Regions from separate parts of the Gossypium arboreum genome. Here region 1 is linked to region 2. The links are chromatin contacts, called in public Hi-C maps. All regions are on one chromosome and are shown on one strand. The core of a region is the stretch at or near the end of the contact, and the rest is flanking DNA. Distances in the headings are between cores, read along the strand shown.

Evidence for each region. Hi-C and Micro-C count contacts between places; a contact is called where the count stands out from the background.
Region 1: a Hi-C map of leaf shows a contact between it and region 2, with 3 times the contacts expected there. The contact joins the enhancer-like site here to the promoter of LOC108467678 in region 2. A contact is called at or near these places in 2 of 5 Hi-C or Micro-C datasets (both in leaf).

Annotation. Positions count from the first base shown.
Region 1 is chr4:22,857,710-22,861,804 of ASM2569848v2, forward strand. No RefSeq gene overlaps it. Among protein-coding and RNA genes, the nearest start is that of LOC128291934, 49 kb to the right of the region's middle. Within about 2 kb of position 1,877, at least 2 of the 2 cell types and tissues checked have an H3K27ac peak or open chromatin away from gene starts, as enhancers often do. A contact at or near this core is called in leaf, where this site is marked.
Region 2 is chr4:22,706,699-22,710,758 of ASM2569848v2, forward strand. LOC108467678 (transcription factor TCP20-like) reads right to left here and starts at 2,666. Exons shown (of 2, transcript XM_017768411.2): 1 at 1,004-2,666; 2 at 680-899. The coding sequence starts at 2,129. The coding sequence ends at 1,227.

The DNA.
Region 1 (4,095 bases), core at 627-3,126, 150 kb after region 2:
CAAAATTCACATCAAACATGCAGTGATACCTCATCAAATATGATATTTCTCTAGAAATTGACACTTGAAGACTCATCAACTTGTTCACAAAAATTGTATAAAGGAGGACGATGATTTGCACATTTCTTAAAACACCCTTTTCATTTTTTTACACAATGTCATTTTGAGCACATAGGATCCTCAAACATAAACTTTGGGGGTTAAGAAAATAGAGAAAATTAAACGGAATGATTATTTGAAAAATATTCTTTTAATAAAATGAAAGAGGGAATGCTTAAGTTGGTTTAGCTTACTTGCATTTCTAAAGTTTAATAAGGTAAGGGAAAGTAAAACACACTTGTTAAAGTCTCTAAATTCTTAGATTTAGTGGATGCGAATTACAGCTTGAGAAAAAAGACTATGGTGTCCAATTTCATTTCTTAAATAGTTAACTGTAAGAATATTTTTTTATTTCTTGCTTTGAAAGCGATTTGTTCCATATCTGGTGTCCATTATTTTATTAATATATTTAGCCTATATGATTGAATAGAAAACTCCCAACTTTATATCTTAATCCTTTTAAAACTTGATCACGATAGCTAAACCAAATGTAGTGATGTTATTGTAATTGGTATATTACAATTTCACAGCAACTTGAAAATAATAATGATATGGTGAATATTTTCCATTTAAATCTTTAATTCAAACCAATCACGAGTTCTATCCTTATACAAGTCACCCGAATTAGACTGCAAAACTGAAATCTAATATCTCCCCATCTTTTATTTCTCAAGTTGAATCAAATCATGCAGTGATCATAAATCTAACAACTGTATTTCCTTTCTTTGGTCAACAAAATCTAACCACTTTTGCTTCATATGGGGCAAGATATGAATTCTTTTGTTAAGGTAATTGGTCCAAGCTCACTTTTACTTTCCGGTTGGCATGGCATAATTTTTGGGACCCTTTTTCGCTATTGAATTTCAACAATGATTATATCAGAAGAAGAATAACTTATATTTCAACTAGTGTCTAATTTAATTAAATCATGCAATCTATTGTTTTTAAACAAAAAAAAAAACAGAATAAGTTGTATTTAAGCTTAAATCACTTCATGTCCATGATAATGACTTACATGGTATCTGTATCACAAAACTTTGTCTTTATTCGTATGAATATGAATATATAATCCATGCAATTCTTGGTCACCATATTGGGGATATCATTGCATCACATACAAATCCCCTTTTAGTTAGTTTTCTCCCTTTTCTTTAATCATTCTCCCAAACTTGATTATTAAGCAACTTGAGGATGGTTTTGGGATGGATCATTGAAGAAATGAGGGCATATATAGATATATTTATTTATTATTTACTTCTCCTTTTTACTGTGTACATACTTTTTTTTTCTTTTTCTTTTTTAAGGTATGGCCTGTCGACTTACTACAAACTCATTTAGTATTATTATTGTTACAGTAATTTAAAAATAGTGAGTTCAAATTCACTTAAATGTGTTTAAACTCTTAGGATTTGAGGTTTATAGGTTTAGGAGATGTATCCAAAAAAAAAACCTTATAATTTTGTTAGGTCAAGTTTTACAAAAGATTCTTGTACTATGTTTTTCTCTCTCTTTTTTTTTTTGTAAATTTAATTCATTTACTATAATTTGATACTTTCTAATCTCTCTACTTTTTAAAATATGTAATTTTAGTCCTAAAGCTAATATTTACTGTTAATTCTTTTAAAATGTAAATAAGTTTTTCATTTGTACAAAAAATAATAATGTATATATGTAAAACCACTGCATTTAAAAAACACAACTACATTAAATTATTTTATCAAATTTGCATCCGAATCGAAAATGTGTATTTAAAAGTAAGAGAAAAAAATGAAAACTATAGTAGAGAGATTAAATTTGCCAAAAAGAAATTTCAGTCTACAATATAATTTTATAGAATTTGAGCACTTCGTTTAGATGTGGAGAAGAGCAATTCCTTTGGGTTGTGAAGATAACTATGGTTAGAATGGGTATATGTCTATGTTAGAGATTGCATTGCTTGTCAGACGTGCTTCCTATCATGTAGACAAAGGGGACCTCCCCTCTTTGAAAGCTTAGCTTAACTGTGGAAAGAAAATTATCAAAGGCAACCTCACATGAATTCAAACATTGAATGGTAAGGTAAAACATCTAATTTTTTATTTCTTTATTATTATCTTTTAACACTTAATGTTCCTATTAAGAATTGTGATTAGCTTGGATCTTTCTTTGTTTTTTTAATAATTTTCCATTCCTACTCCAATCCTTATCAAAAGTTTTGTTTCTTCCCCCCATTTGAATGCCAAGCTCTCACCAACATAGCAATTCGTTTTGGTAAATAATTCCAAGGCCTAATAATTCGAAAGCAAATAAACAAACATTTATAGCTATTTGGCTGGCATGCAATGCATACAAAGTGTAATTGTTTATTGTCTTTTTTTAAGCATTTAGCAAAGGCATGATGATCTAAATTGGAAATTATATACCCATAGTAGCAAACTTTCAAGTGAAAGTTGATAGGCCTCTAGCTAGTTTATTTCTTCATCGAATTAATATTTCTTGTACAATACTACTGTTAAGTTGTACAATACTGCAACTTGGTGCTGGGTTGTTCATCAACGTGAAAGAAAGTTGCAGCACATAATTAGAATTGGAGAGAGACCCACCAATTGATGAGCACCAAAAAAGCCAGAATCTCTTACCAAATGCCTCTTTTTGATAAGATATACATGGACCTAACCATTATCCTTGCATACCATCTACACGTTTGAGCAATATATCAACTATCTCTTTCTCTTTTGATTTTATATTTTGTTTTTTTCTCTACAAAAGACAGCAATTTAAAAGATAAAAGCAAAAGGTTGAAGATATTACTTATTAAAATAATTGTATAAATTAGTTTTTAATTTTTCTTTCATTTTTTTTCTTTGTTCTTTACTACTACCAATTATTTCATTTTGAAACAATGTCATATTGGTTGCATATACATAAATTCCATTGATCTGATGGGTAAAGGAAAAAAAATTGAATGAAAGATGAGATTGGACGAGTTGTGAAAATTGATTATAATGCAGAAAATGGATCGCGGGGCCACTTTGTGAGAATGACAATCTATGTGAATCGGGAAGTTTGGTCGAAGCCAAAGATCATAATTGATGGCACTCTCCAAAGAGTGGAATATGAGGCTTTACCAAACGTTTGCTTTGGATGTGGTAGATACGATCATGTCCAAGACGTTTGTCCGTCGTTAGGGGGCCGTGATAAGGGAAGAGAAGATGATTCACGGAAGAATTTTGATACGGTAGAGTTGAACTAGAGAGTAGAGAAGTTTGGGTCTTGGATGCTTGTGGGAAGGAAGCAAAGACAAAAAGCTCGTAATGGAAGAGAGTAAAACACATGATTAGATGCCGAAATTTCATGAGTCAAGATTTTCAGTTTTAGTTAGAACCCAAAATCAGGGAGCAATTGAAGAAGTCGCCGATCACGAAAAAAAATCTCAAGTTTTAATGCAAAAAGATAGTAACGTCACTAGTGTGAACGCATGTTTCGCTTTTAAGGGAAAGCCAGATGGGTTAAGCAAGAAACTAGGAGATCGGGCCAAAGGGAAAGGGGTATTATTTAGTGGGCCAAAGAAACCTGTTATGGTCCTTATGCCTATGAATATTAATAGGGCTAACCCATCTGTAGTCCAAGAGAATGTGGGATTTGATGATGGGTCATTGATAGGAGCTCATACATCTACAATGGGTAATGTCTTTACCAATTTGGAACCATAGCAGTTGAAACTAGCCTAGGCAAGGAGAAAAACCATGTGATACGGTTTGGTGAGAATATTTGTCATATCCCAAAAATTGGGTTAGAAAATATTGAGTTAGTGAAGTCGAGAGTTGTCACTTATTGGTTTTGAGTTAAGAATGTAAAAATTTTGTTAAAGAAATTTAACGTGGTTCAGTAGTTGAGAGTTGTGCTTGGGTGTGAGATTCTATGTTTGAATAATGCTCTTTAAAATTTTAGTTATTTTTGTCTTACCCTTGATCCTTGAGCATCTGGTTTATGTTTTATTTTTGCACAAATAACAAC
Region 2 (4,060 bases), core at 1,416-3,915:
CAGTACACATTAAACCTGCAAGCTCTAGACTTGTTAGGACCACGGTAATTTTATCTCATGGGTATATATAGTCATTCTCATTTCTTGCACTATTTCCTTAAAGCTTTACTCTTACAGTATTTTTTTTGATAAAAGTCCCACCAAGTATTTTATAGAAAATTTTATCAAATATGTTAACTTTGTAAAAAAAAGTGGTTTTTTATCAGCTTTATATCAAGGTTAATTTTCCACAACCACTAAATTGTTTCTTTAAAAACATTGTACCTGGAGCAAGAGTTTACTAAGAGCGCAGTTTAGAAAAGTTACTTAGGCAATTTGGTGATAGCACATCCAAGGAAGATATAAACAGTTAATAACACATCCTATGATACATGAATGCTAAGCCAAGTCTCTTTATATGTCAAGCTCAAGCGGTGGGTGGATACAAGTTCCTTAAACAAAAAATGAACCTATGGTAATTTAGGATGTTAGAGAGAAATATATGGTGTTCAACAAAAGGACTATCACTAAAGAGCTTTCCAAACAAGGTAAGATCATTGCAAAGGAGCGACTTTCAAGTGATGACAAAAGAACTAGATTCTTATATGATAGATGACATGCTATAGCAGGAAACATGCTTGGTCTGGCAGCCAGAGCCCACGGTGTAATCAATAATTAGCCCTTTATGTGCAAGAATATATTCTTTTAGAGAAACAAGAAATCTTACTTCATCTAACAAGAAACTGGACATGTATTACTGTGAATTCCTATTTTTAATTTCACAAACAAACCGTTGCCAATCTATCCACACGTAGTGAAGAAGAAAACAATTAGATTTGCCTTGCATCACAATCAACACACCCTGGATCAAACAAGAAGTTGAGCCCAAATCCAAGCTACTGAGATGCGCAAAGCTCCACCTGCACACTCCACAGTAAAATAGTTTAGCACAAAAGAATTAGTACTTCTCTGAAGAATTCGGAGGATGCAAGTTCAACAGAAGGCATGAATCAAGAGAAACAACCTCTGTAATGGAAACTTGGGTGAAGCAGTGCAGAAAGAAAGAAGCCACTCAATCTAGTCCCCATAGATTTCTGAGAGGAAAAGTATCCATTTCTCTCACACTTGTTATTTTTTTTTTTTGGTTTTCCCCATTATACAATACTGAACCATTACAAGAAAAAACAAAGCCATCCTGTGTCTCAGGAATCCTACTCTTTTTCATCTTGCTCTCAAAGTTTAAAACTTTACTGGCCCGATCCTTGGGAGTCATCCTTAGCAGGGGTTTGTTGCTGGCGCTGATGCTGATGTTGGGGTTGCATCCGAGCTTGCTCCATCTGCTGATAAATCTGGTCCAAAGCATGAGGATTTAAGACCCCAATATGACCATCTTGAGATAACCCAAGTTCCAAACCCGGGAGCTGCTGATTAGCTCCGCCCAAGATTGAGGTGAAACTTATCTGACCCATGTTACTAGCTGGCAAGTCAAAACCTGGAAACCCAAGCTTTTGCAGATAATTGGAACTATCACTGCCAAAATTTGTTGTAGACGGACCAGATGATGACTGAAACCCAAAACCACTGACTGGTGGCCATAACCCGGTCGCCACATGATGGGGTCTTCCCAAATTGCCACCAACCATTGTCCAACTGGTCCTACTGCTCCCTGATCCTATACTGGACCCCCCTAAATCTTCCATCTTTTGGTGCAACCCTGCTGATAGAGAGGCCCCTGGCTGTGAAACTGAGCCCCAAGCTGCAGCCAAAGCTGATGCTGGAATTGTTCCGCTCCCAGTGGCGGCAATTATTGATGGTTCAGCTTGTTGTAACAGCCACTGTATTGTTTCCCCATCAGACTTGTGACCCAATTCCCTGGTCAACTGAAAGATTCTAGCAGCACATAAAGCAGGCATCCTTATCCTTCTACCTCTTCCTTCAACTTTGGTGTGCCTGTCTTTGTTAGAACTTCTCTTTGGGGCCAACTGTTGCTTCTTCCCTTCTCCTTTATCTGCAACCACAATCTGGAAATCCTTGATTTCTGCTTCTTTATTCTCTCCCATGTTTTGAGGCTGTTGCTGTTGGGGTTGGGGTGGCAGGCTCAACAAGTTGGCTACTTCCTCTGGAGGCTGCTTGGCGCCCTTGGGATCCATAAACAGGTAAAAAATGGGTGGGGGGTGTGGGGGCAAATTAAAAGAACAAAAAAAAAAAAAAATATATATATATATATAAAGAGGAGTCCTCTTTGATTGAAGAAGGTGACCTGAAAAGTCCTAGACTTTGATGAGTTTTCACTGTTCTCTGACAAGGAATGTGAAGACAAACTATGATAATTATAATATTGAAATCCCAAAGCCCACACACCCGAAATGTCAAAATTTTTATTCTTGGTTTTCACAAGATGTCATTTTTCTTTCTTTTCTCTCTCCATTGCTCATGTATGAATGCATGAGCCTTTCCTTTCTTCGTCACTTCCCCTTTTTCTCACTGCAGTGAAGGGGGCTTTTGACTAACATTTCTGATATGATAGCTACTTTAACTGCCATTTTCACCTGAAGACACTAATTCGCACAGAATATATCATTTACAATACTTATTATTATAAATTACAATTTCAAAATTATAAATAAGATATTCACGCATCCCCATATAACCATATGTAATATCCATAGATTGATGGATTTCTTCCTTTCTCTTCATCACACCTTCACCCTACATTATAATAAAAGCAATATAATAAGGGTAAATTTTTATTTATTTTATAAATAATTTTAAAAATTTATATTTATTTTTTAAATATTTATTTTGAATGTTTCATTATATTTTTACGATACTTGTCAATCACTTGTTTAGTAACGAAGCTAGAACAATTTTTAGGGGCAAAATAATTTTAATTTTTATAGTCTATATATTTATAATTTTAAAAATTAAATTAAATTTTATAATTTTAAAGAAGAAAAGTGTAATTTTACCTTTATTAATTTAAAATTTTAAAAAATTAGAAGGCCTAAATAATAATTTTCTATTTTAAGAGGAAGGGCCTATGCCGATACGAGATTCGCCTCTGCACCTATTTGTGAAGTTTTAAAACTCAATAGTATATTAAATAATTTTTATATAATATGGATAATTAATTTTAATAATATCTATGTGGTATTATAAAATAAATAAAATAAATAATGATTTAATGATATCACGTTTACATGGTTAAAACTAATTATCTATGTATTTATTATTAATATGAATTTTAAAATATAAATCAATATAATAATATCAATAAAAAGGAATGTAATATTTTTTTATTTTAATTTTCTATAACAATTTAAACTTGAATTATTTAAAATATAAATATTATATTTTAAAGAAATAAATATTATATTTCAATCAAAATAATGATTATGATTTTTTTGGTATAACTACATGTGTTTTGATTTATTTTACAAAGTGAGATTAATCTTGATCGGGCAAAGTGATATTCAAGTAAAGCCTTTTCAAGGATGTCGACTCCAAAATTCAATTTAGTCCACTTCTTCCAACCACTTATTGATTTTATAATTATGTTATTAATTTGTTATAAAATATTATTATTTACTTCTATACTATATATTAGTTGAGAATTAATTATGACTTAGCATATTAAGAAAAATTTAAATCTAAAATGTATAACTTAGTAAATTAACTTATTATTTTTTATATTATAAAGCTTGAAGTATAATTTCACTTTGATAATATAAAAATAATTTATTCATATACTATCAATAATGTACTATTATAACATCTTTTCTACTATTTTTTAGCTACTATTAGTATTACTACTTCTATAAATCATTTATTGATATGTTATTATCATATAGTTATAAAGTTTATTGAATGTATTAGACACTCCCAAACACATGGAAGTACCAATTACTAACTTCCCTCCTCTACACATCTCATAAGGTGTCATTTTAGTCTTTGGCCTCTACAAGACTATTAATCATATGGTAAGTTATATCAATAGCTTCTACCTAAAACCTGTGAGAAATTCCCATGGCACTTAGCATAACACGAGCAATATCCTAAATTGTCCTATTGTTACTCTTAA